Regions from separate parts of the Mus musculus genome. Here region 2 is linked to region 1. Evidence: chromatin contacts called from public promoter capture Hi-C data. All regions are on one chromosome and are shown on one strand. The core of a region is the stretch at or near the end of the contact, and the rest is flanking DNA. Distances in the headings are between cores, read along the strand shown.

The links. Promoter capture Hi-C pulls out the DNA fragments that hold promoters and counts their contacts.
Region 2: a promoter capture Hi-C map of cranial neural crest shows a contact between it and region 1. The contact joins the promoter of Crispld1 here to the promoter of Ube2w in region 1. A contact is called at or near these places in 2 of 39 promoter capture datasets (cranial neural crest and maxillary cranial neural crest).

Annotation. Positions count from the first base shown.
Region 1 is chr1:16,615,901-16,621,639 of GRCm38.p6, reverse strand. Ube2w (ubiquitin-conjugating enzyme E2W (putative)) reads left to right here and starts at 2,349. Exons shown (of 6, transcript NM_025773.4): 1 at 2,349-2,403. The coding sequence starts at 2,389.
Region 2 is chr1:17,724,658-17,730,313 of GRCm38.p6, reverse strand. It overlaps Crispld1 (cysteine-rich secretory protein LCCL domain containing 1), which reads right to left and starts at 2,897. Exons shown (of 15, transcript NM_031402.2): 1 at 2,551-2,897; 2 at 1,400-1,720. The coding sequence starts at 1,657. It overlaps Gm16070 (predicted gene 16070), which reads left to right and starts at 2,668. Exons shown (of 7, transcript NR_130314.1): 1 at 2,668-3,215.

The DNA.
Region 1 (5,739 bases), core at 1,100-3,599:
GAACTCTGTAGACCAGGCTGGCCTCAATCTCACAGAGATCCACCTGCCTCTGTTACCACCACCCACCTAAAGAATAATTCCACTAAAGAACAATTCATCATATTCATTCTACTTTTACTTGGCTCCAGTTGTCCCAAAGATGTATTTTACAATTCGTTTGAATTGCTAAGTGGAATTAACATTACATTTTGTGCTACTTATGTTTTATCAAAAATACTGCTTTTTAAAAGATTTTCTAACTTTTACTTCATCATGGCTGAGCCTTTTTCTAACATGGTTGTGTCAATTCCTTCCCTATTGTTGGGGATTCACTTCCACTTCCCCTTTTCGTAGTATCCCACTTTAAGGGGCCATATCCACTAATAAGCCATGTTCTGGGAAAAAAATGTGAGTATCTCCATCAAATAACGGGCAGTCAAGAGCTTTAGGAACACTTATTCTCACTGAAAATAGCCTCTACATCACTCCTTGCTCCTGAGTATGTCGGCGAACAGTCTGTTATATATTTTTGCCTTTTGTTTTGCTTTCCGTACTCAGAGATCAAATCCAGGATCTCCTACATGTTAACCACAGGTTTTCCCAGTGAACTATACACCCCAGACCCTATTATGTATTAATTAAAGAATAAAGACGATAGGTAGTTATGAGCTGCTTAGAATTTCCTAGGATGTGACTTTGCCTCCCGTGAAGATCCCTTGGACACCTGTGAGGTGGAAACCTGACATTAGTTCTACTGTAAGCAACACCAAGGTGTAATTGCTTTTCTTCCTTCTGAGTACCTTGTCTAGTAGGCCATTTACTTTGATGAGGTCATAATGCCATGTTTGTAGAGTCTCCTTTGTCATTTACACCTTTGAGAAGAATCAACTTTTAAAACAACATGAACATTAGCTGGTACATTACAGCCTGAGATCACAGGGACAAAGATCTCTGGAAGGCCTGGTGGAGACTCTTTCCTGTAAGCGTACCTCATCACTGGGCTATGTGGGCACTTTGTTCCATGTTGTGATGGTAACGACATACCTGAACTGATAGCGGATATGCTTCTGGTTGAGTCCTGTACTCCAAGTCATGCAAACCCCATGGAAAAGTTCCTCCATGGTGAAGAGAAACCGTCTTGAATATTACACCACAGAAAAACTGGCAGATTTAGACATCTTTTCCTCTCTTGAACACATTTCCTTACGGATGTTCTCAGAGGAACATCGTGCTCTAGCTTAAGTGTGAGAGTGATAACCTACATCACCATTATATTTATATTTTAGAGAAATGTCTAAAAATGAAGCCAAGTCAATAAAAATAAAGATTTAAACTTTCATCCGGGTAAAGTAAAAGCCTTCTACTCAACATGCCATCCTCTCTGATTCCTTTAGAGACAGGACATGAGGTGCAAGCTTTTGGCTTCCATTTTTCGTTTGGTATTTAAGTAAACGACATCTTTGGTTCCGGAGGAGCTTTAAAAATGTGACTTCTGATAAATGCTGGCAGAACTGGTGCATTCCTAGAATAAATTCTGTATGCTCAGCGATTTCTACTCAAGCTCACTCATAGGTCGTCTGATCATGCAACTGCCCACCACAGAATAGGGTGAAGAGAAATCTAGGCATGGCAGAAGGTTTAAGTATTAAGTATTAAGTATTAAATTACGTAAACTATATTCATTATATTGAGATTTCACGGCTAGAGTCAAATTGTTAATCAAAAGTAAGACTGATGTAACAACGACTCTTATGGTATACCTGGACTTTACAATTTAGAGGGTTAGGGAACTAGAAAATTGCACACAAAAGGGAACTCCATTATTCACCCTCCTTCCCTTTCCAGCACGTTTCAAATCCAATTGTTCTTGCTTTTAAGATCACTGCTCTCAGTTTTCATTCTGTCCTATAGGGAAACCTGTGACTCTCTGCCCCTCAAAGTAGAAGCTTCCTAGGTCTGCAAATACCAGAAAGCATCTCCAGGCGAAGTTGTATCTGCCTCAGGAGCGAAAACACGGTAGGTGTAAAAAAGACATATGAAGGGGGTGGGCTGTAAATCTTACACTTGTAGCTGGAAAAACAAAATGAGATCCCCTCCCTGCCAAATGCCCGGACAGCATTGTGACCTCGGCATAACGCTTCAGTCCGACCTGGAGCAGCGCCTCCGCCAGCACTGAGGGTGGGCCCGCGTATAAATTGGCTGGGATGCAAGGTACCTAGGGAGCCCGGCCTGGCCCCGCCCCGCCCCGCCCCGGGCACCCGCGCGCTAGCCAATCGGACACGCGGGCCCCTTCCCATCGGCGACTCCACCCCCGTGCCCGGGATGTTGGGCCCCCGCGGCGTGACGCGAGCACGGCGGCTCCGCCCCCTGCGTCTCGGGCCTCGCTGGCCTTGGGGGGATGGTTTCATCATGGCGTCAATGCAGGTGAGCGGAGCTGCTGCAGCGGGGAGGGCGAGGGGGCCATCGAGACGAGGTGAGCGTCTGCGCGGGGTCGGCGTCCGAGACCTCTGGGCCTGGCTCCGGGCGACCTTCCCTGACCTCGGGGCGTCGGGGGATCGCCTGGCGGCGAGCCGAGCGGGGGTGTCGGCCGGTGGCCGCGGACAGTAGCGGCCGCGAAGTTGTGGCATAAAGGCGGCTTAGGGGGAAGAAAGGGCGAAGTTCGTCGTGCGCTTCGCGGTGGGGGCTCCGCTCCGCGCCCCTACGCGAGGATGCCTGCCGCTCGGCTCCCTGGCCACCGCCGGGATGCTTTTCCCCTCGCGCTCCCCAGCGGGGTGGAAACAGCTGTGCCCGCCGCCGTCACCCGCGGTCGGGGCGGCCGGAGACCGGCAGAGCCCCTCGCCGAGGACGGCCGCCTGCCCACGGCGCTCCGCGGCCTCTGCCCGGCCTCCCACGCGCAGCCTCGGATCGCCGGACTCATGCTCGTTCTTCTCTGATCTTCATCCGGTGCCCGGTGGGTGCCTCCTTCTATCAGCCCGCACTCTGGGCATTCCCTGGCAGCCCACGTCTCTTCTTCGAAGCCGCCCTTCGTCCCTGTCCCCAGCGTCCTGTGCTACCACAACGTGCGAGCTCGTGGGCCTGCTCCTCGGCCTCGATAGAAACTCGCCCTCTTAAATTTTTTTTTCTTGCGATGCCCCACCCTTGCGGGATTGGTAAGGCCGTGGCTCCTTTGCCTTTCTTTCCCAGACCTTTAAAACCTTAGTTTGGTAGGAGACGCCTGTTAACCTGTGCTCTGTCAGACTTGAAGGTGTTTTTTGTAGCTTCCAACTTAATGTATTCCCCCCCCCCCTTGCAAATCCAATAAAAGAAAAAATTTTCAGGCAAAGATGGCAACCACAATTGTAGTTTCTAGAGATTGCATTATCTATAGCCGGCATTTAATTTGCAGATAGGGCTAGCGGTGTTAAAGCACATAGGAAGAGAGAGTAGAACTCTTGTAGCGTGTCAGCGGAACGCTTTTTGGAGTTTTAACATCATCCTCGAGTAACATCCGCATTTTCCTTAGAATTTTTGGTTTTTGTTTCTAGAAGAATAAGCAAGATCTCGTTGTTGGCGCTTCTCTGCTAGCAATGGTTTGCATTCTTACGCATTTCCCTCCTTCCCCTGTATCTTCCTTCAATCAGCTTTCCTTATGGTATTCTTTTTGCATTTGCTTGTACTTTTGGCCTTTCCTGCAGTAGCATTCTTAGGTGAAGAGGTGTCACGAAATGGTGCAGTGAAACAAGAACAATTTCAGGAAACGTTATACTTTACTAGTCTCCCCAGAGACGTTAGAGAAGTTTCATCATTTGAGGCCAAAAAAGGAACTGTGGAACATCAGTTGACAGCAGATGGGCTATATGATTGCTTTAAGATTTTTATCTGTATTAAGACATTATTTGTTACTAACACTTGACGGTGATCTGTCTTAAGATACAGGCATTATTTAAGACTAAAAATGAAGATTAAAATCCACACTGGGATTGTATCTGGCATGAGAGCTGGTTAGCTTTTATACTTAGTTTTTGGAAAAGGCAGATTTGTTTGTAAGAGATTGCTATTTTTGGAATTTACTTTGTCTTCAGCAGTGGGGGAAAGTGCTTTTTATGCCTGTTTCTATGCCTCAGGCAGTGCTGTGGAAGAGTAGCAGCGTCTTTCTTTTGTTGGATTAGAGTGGGAACGGATCCTTTCTGTTCTAAAGTTAAATCTTGACCTTTTATATGTATCTCTTTTAAAGTATCTGATCATTTTTCCTGGAAATAGTAGCATTTTGACACAGATTTATTTCTTATTTCTTAATTGTGTATGTTATCTCTGGGTGGGTATGTGGGTATGAAAGTACCTGTGTAGGCCACACCTGCTCTGGATCTGAGTTACAGGTGCTTGCCAGGTATTGGCTATGGGTGCTGGGAATCAAACCAGGGTCTTCTCAAGAGTAGTTCTTTCTCTTAACTTCTGAACTGGCTCTCAGCTCAATAGCAGAATCACTCTTTGGTGTGGTTTTCATTTGGTATCTTTGCTCAAAGTTTATTTCCTGACCATCTTTACAGCAGAAGTTAACTCTTTTCAAAATAACTTAACATAACACTATAAGTGATCAAATGTGTTCATTAATTCATCTTACCCTAGGGGATATTGTTTTTGCTAAAGAAAAGGTTACTTAAGCTGCTGTATTTTAAAAACATGCATACATATGTAATGTGGGGTTTGATTACTTGGTAACAATGAAATAATTTTTATATATAGTAAAACCAAGTAAGGAAAGTCTTCACTTCTAACTAGAGAATGTGGACTTTGAGATTATAATTACCTTTATGTTTTTGTTTTGGCTTTTCTGGAACTAGACCAGGCTGACCCTAAACTCTCAGGTCCACTTGCCTCTGCCTCCTGAGTGCTGGATGAGATTAAAGGTGTGCGCCACTACTGCCCAGCTTGCTTTTATGTGTTTTATCTTCATTCATTGAAACCGGTTCTTGCTGGGTAGCCTATGCTTACCTCACATTTGCGCTCTTCCTGCCTGGGTCTCCTGAGTCCTGGGCTTGCAGGTTGTTCCACTGTGTCTGACTTTGCTGTCATGCATCCTGCCAGTGCTTCTCAACTTTCTTCCATTCACACTAAGTACAGTAAGATAGATGACGATGTTGGCGGCTGGAAGAGCCCAGCCCGGAAGCTGGCTAGGAAGGTGAGGGATACAGGGTTTTGTTCTCATGCCCATGTGCTGTGGGGAAGCTGCTGTTGCTAGATTCATCTGGGTACAGTTCAGTGGGATGCGTTTCACACCCTGATCCATCCTTTTCCATTTTGCCTCACCTATGCTTCCTACTAGTTCTTTTACAAGCAAAGTCAGAAATCACCAAGTGAGATAATATTTTAAGAATTCTTCCTTTAGAAAAAGCTTTTTTGGATATATTTTAGTTTTATGTGCATGGGCGTTTTGCCTGGCATGTATGTCTGTGTATGCCTGAAGGGGCCAGAAGATGGCTTTAGACCCACTGAAACTGGAGTCACCATGTGGGTGCTGGGGCCTCTGAAAGATCAACAAGCACTCTTAGTTGCTGATCCATCTCTCCAGCCCTAAGAATTCATTCTTAAAAGAATGATTTGCTAAACGGCAATACTTAAAATGGTAGACGATAAAGAAATAGACATAAACTTAATTTTGTTAATTCAGAAAATAGGTTTCAGTGCTAGTAGCACTTGGAAGATGAGTTTAAAACTTTCCTTATATACTGCAAGAGAATTGTTTTATTACTTTTTAAATGTGATTCTGAAATGTTTGTAAAG
Region 2 (5,656 bases), core at 1,648-4,147, 1.1 Mb before region 1:
TGAACAATCTCTTTAGATCCCAAATATAAGTAGTGCCAGGAAGCCTAAAAATCCATTACATATTTCTTTATAACATATTGTCACCTTGTAATATTTATCTTAGAGAATTAAACCTCAGGCTATTTCAGTTAATCACCACAACCGTTCTTGGCATAGATAGCCTTAAGGAGCATGCAGCAGAGAAACTTTAGTATGTGGCCATTCACACAGCCAGTGAGTCATGTGACCAGGACTTCTACATGGGCCCAAAAATCCCAGTTTCTGAGGAGGTGTATTGAATGCAACCTTTCTTTAGCATAAAACAATTTTTTAAAAAAGTTTAAAAGATGTATTGTACTATTTTCTAAAGGGTAATGGAAAGTTAGAACAGCCATGGTTCTATTGATTTATCTAAAGGAATAACCAGCAGAACTAATGTAAATACAGGGTAAAAAGGAATAAGAGGAATGCACTACAACTACCTACATCACACAACCTGTCTGAAGTGTGCCTTTGAATATGCTCATTAAATAAACTTTGCTGTCACTGAAGTATTGGCTAGCTGGCTTTGCTAGCACAGTTCATGGGAGTAATATAATACAGTTTGAAAGCTTATCTAAATATGTAAGGTATGCAAATAATTTTAAAGAACTAATTTTGTGTCCCAAACCTGTTGATTTATACGAGGTAATTAAGGACAAAATGATCCTGTTATATTTACACTTTGAAGATTACAAACAATAAATTGGCTAAAGCATTTAAACATAAAATAGGTATAAAGTGGTTTTCATATTTGCAAGAAATAAAGGTCTACTGGGGGCATACATGTGTGCCAACAATTCAGAACTCTTCACTAAGTCTTGGTCTGAGTTGTGTAGCTCCACTATTTATAGGAAGGTCCTAAGAGGCCCTAGAGCATAATCTTTCTACTAAGTAGATTGAAAGTTAACACAGGAGCTGGCCAGATGGCTCAGCCAATAAAGACAAAACCTGAGGTTCAAAGTTGATGACCTGAGTTCATGTGCTAAAAGAGAGAATGACTGCTGAAAGTTGGCCTCTCCACCTCTTCATCATGGCATGTGACCCCCCCCCCCTACACAAAAGAATTAAATGTAAAAAGAGGCATTTAAAGTCGATACAGTAACTATTTAGGAAAGGGGTGACCTACCTTTAAAGCAGAGTTTAGAATACTTAGGAACAGTGGATCTGAAGGTACTTAAGTTTACACTGAAATTGAAAGAGCTCTTAACAACAGAAACATGAACAGATAGTGTGCAGATAAGGATATACTTGAAGAAAATGTTAAAAATTAAAGCAGAATGAGTGGGAAAAGATTAAAGAACAGCATGAATGAGTTTATCTATGCTGCCCTAGGCACCAAGAACATTTCTTTGATATACACCACGTGAACATGTCTTACCATATACTCCATATTAGAAGCTGTTGGGTACACCTGACTTCTCAGTTTATTATGGAGATCCAAGATGCTCTGCATATCATTGTCTGTGATGGCTCTTTTCCCTCTTTGCTTAGCTGTCCACCATTCACCATCCTCATCCATGTATTTTTCCAAAAGTTTCTCCAGCAAAGTGGCATTAGGAACCACCATAGCTGGAACTGCTCTAGCCACAAATAGCAGTGCGGTCACTCTGAGCCACTCCTGTGCCTTACACATCATAATGAATGGCCTCTGGGTTTCCCCGGGGAAAATCTCCAAGACAGGCTCTTCCACTCCTTGTGGCTATAAGACATGTCACACGATTCAGATGAAATTATTTTATGATAGCAAACCCCAACACATAAGCACTCCGGTTTTGAAAATACGTTTTCTATCACCTCCATTTTTCCATAAAGAACTTTTACAATGTGCTGTTGACACAAAATATTTTTCCAAGCTAACCACTAAGCCAAAAGTCGAGGGCAAAAGGAGCCGGGGAAGCTCAAGGCTTGAGAATAATTTCTGAATTACAAGGTTTTAAATGACATACCTTACAATGAGTACTATTTATATAGTGTTTTATTTTTGTCTGGAAGCTTTTACATTCTGCAGAAACTTTCAAGTTTTCTATTTAATTTGCTTTGTTTTATTTTTATTTTTAAAGGCACAATATCCCAGCATTTCATCTCTGGTTCATAGCTATTCATACACGACTCATGCCTGTATTGCTGGTACCTGGAGATGGCCCCGAGGTTCACTGCAAATGAATGGCTCAGGCCCCTGGAGCAACTTTTTTTTTTTCACCCATGTGCAGATGGAAAAATCAATCTTATTCCCATATTCCGGCAAAATTTGTGCCCAACATGTGAATTTAACCCTACCAAGCGCTCTCCTGGAGAACTTCAGAGTATGTCCCTCACATACAACAGGAGGCCAAGGTTCACTTGAACCCTGCGGGGAGGGCGTCCCCAGGACAAGGTGAAATGAAGAGTTCCTGCCCTGCAACCCATCTACCCTTTCTTGGCCAGACCTTTCTCTACAAGTCAGTTTTTCCTAGATGATGTTTCCAAACAGGGAACCAGGAAAACCTGGCAGCTGGACCACTCTGGATGCAGCTTGTGCATCGCCCTTACCTCTCCAGTGTGATGTTCCCCGGAGAGCGGAGCCTGGCAGAACTGCTTGTCTCTGCAGCTGCTCCTTGCCTTGACTCTGCCCTTCACAGAGGCGACAAGGACCAGGCCACCACGGGAGTCAGAGTGAGGAGCTGGCTGACCCCTGGGGACGCGAGCCCCTAGCTCTGCGACTCAAAGCAAACCTGGGAGGAGCAGTGGGCACGGGCTTCAAAGTTAGCAAAGTGCCCCTGAAAGCAGCTCTCAGAGTTGGGCTCCCGGTGTTCCAGAGATCTAGGGTGAGGTGGGACAAAGGAAAAACTCCCCGGGGACCTCCTGCTTCAGCTTGCAGAGCCCTGGCGCCAGGCGCTTCCGCCGCTCCTCAGCACTCGGCATTTATTGAGGTGCCTGCACAGGCACGTGATGCCAGAGCCCTCCTTTACCACCCCCACCTCCACCTCCACCCAGTTCTGGCCTGTGGGAGTCGACTTGCAGCAAGCCAGGATCTTTTGTGGGCGTGCACTGTGCCTTTGTGAGTGGAGGACGGCAAGGTCTGGACCCTGGGGGAAGAGAGCCTCTAGCTTCTCCCACCTCTCTCAGATCAAACACCCTCCCCCTAAGATTCTCTCTGATGGGATGCTGAAATTACTTACAGTCTGGTTGCAAAGGAGCTAGCCCCAGAACTTGAGGTAAGTGGGCATGGAGGTACGCTAAGAACTTCCAGTCTTGTACACACAAAAGGAAATCTAGGGGGTGGGATAAAAAGAGAAACAGGTTTTTTTATTTTTTTCTAATGGATCCCCATTGGTCTCTAGTTTCTAGAAGGAAGAAGTCTTTCTTTGGCTACTAAAGCTTAATGAGGACCAGATGGAGAAAGACTTTCAGAAGACTATTGAAGTGGATATTGCCTGACAGTTGAGACATGTCAGGAAACATGCGGTGTTGGCTTCTGAAAAAGGATCACCAGCATTTGGCATTTGTGAAAATAAGAAGAGTCCTTTAAACAATATATCATTGATAGACTGTCAGAATCTCAAAATTCAGTCCCAGGACAGATACCTGTTTTGCATCCTAGAGTAGGAATTTACTAATTGTAAACTCAAAAAGTATTGCCCTACTGAGTGTGGTGCAGTTTGTACAAGCACACTTTGTTTTGAAGTGGATTATCTAATTCCCCTGCCTTTGCATCGGCTCCTTTGAGAGTCCTCACCTCAAATTTCTGTCTCTATATCTGGAATGTCTCAAAGACCAAATCAGATTGTTCCAACCATTACCTGTCTCTTTCCATTATCCAGCTGCTCTTCTGTAGTCAGACCCCAAAGTCCCTGGTGACATGAATCTTTGTTTCCTAGAATAGCAAAGAATGGGAAGCAGACATATCAGAAAGAGAGCCACACTGAACATTCTCAGGTATAGAGTCACAAGGTTTTTCTTTAGCGTTGTACACACAGAATAGATGCAAATTTGTAGTTTGGGAATATTAATTCATAATTAGTGTCCCTAGCATTCAGGAAATAGGGCTTTTACATCTAAAACAGTCCAGTTTCTGATAAAGGACAGGTGATATAGTAATAGTATAGTATAGTAAAGATGGAGATCATGTCTACATGGAACACTTTATGTGTCATTGAAAAATCATAGAGAGAATTGAGTTAAATCTGTTAAAAGTGATTGCATATTTTTGAAATATTTGAAGAGGAACTTAAATAAAGATGATAAGAAATTTGGTAAGGCAATTATCACATTTAATATAAGAATGGCCTAAATATTCATCATATTAAGCATAAGCCTTCAATAATCTTGCATTTCCAATTTACTATATAAGCTTTTCTTTGATACAGTTCATGTTTTTATTTATTATTGCAACGTCTATTTGTCAACAGAAAGGCACAACTTATCCACATCAAATGAATGTCAAAATGGCACTTTGGTTTATGACTGAAGCAGTCCCTTGTAAAGCCATGGCAGGTTGTGGCATTTCTACTCTATTGTGGCAGATACTGCTGTGTACTTGGCCAACACATAATCTCCCACATCTTTGTTCCATCTGAAACTGTAGCGTCTGGTTTTACATGGGGTCCCCACCTTCTCATCAGCAGCAACCTTAGGAAGTGACTGGTGCTTATTCTAAGCAACGTTGAAAATAGATCCCTGTAGCAGTGACTAGTGTAGTAAGAGACAGTTCAAGCAATGCTTGCTCATCATTCAAGGAAGGCAGGGCTGAATTTAGAGCTGAGGACAGGGGTTGCAGTGGTTTTCTTTTGTGATCAAAAGAAAAATTATCTTTAGGTGCTAATTTGTGAGATTTGAAAAGTACAGTTGTTATTGAGCAAAGAGAAGGGACAGACTAAAGAATGACCTCTTTACCTGTTGAACAAAAGAATAAATAGTGTCTGTTCCTCCCTGTTCCTGACCAATCACTCCATTTTCTTGTTATGGGAGATAACAAATGGATGTTTAAGCCACACTGGCTTGGCTTGAGTATTAGCTACTTGTAGCCTAAAGCACTGGAATTGACATGTTTCTGCAAAGATGATTTTCTTTTGCTAGTATTCTATTCCGCATGCTGTAATTATCCATGTATGTGGAAAGTAAGGAACTACCTTAAAATGTATGCTAACCTACCTCTGAATTTCCAAGTGAGTACATGTTGTAGAGGTGACAGTTACTCCATACTGCCATAACCTCACATCTTCTCTCTATAACCTCTATCAAGACATCTTTACATCTCTTCTCCTGGAGATGTGTAATGCTACATTTCCTGTGTTTAGTACTTTAATAAATAGAACTTGTGTCAATGTATTAATTTATTTTAAAGGCTTACTTATTTTCCTCTTCTGTGTAAATGTCAGTGCCTGCATATATCTGTATATTACATTATATGATGCCTGGTATCCAGGGAAGCCTTTAATGTACATATGGTGTAAGTGCCTGAATGTTTGTGTGTATATACAGAGAGGGCAACCAGTGCTCTGGAGTAGGAATTACAGGAGGTCATGAGCCACCAAGTCAGTGTTGAGAGGCAAACGCAGGTTCGCTCCAACAGCAGCACCAATTCTTAATTCCTGAGCCATTTTACCAGCCCTGGACCCTGCAGGAGAAATACTTGCCTATCCCAAAGTCATGAAGA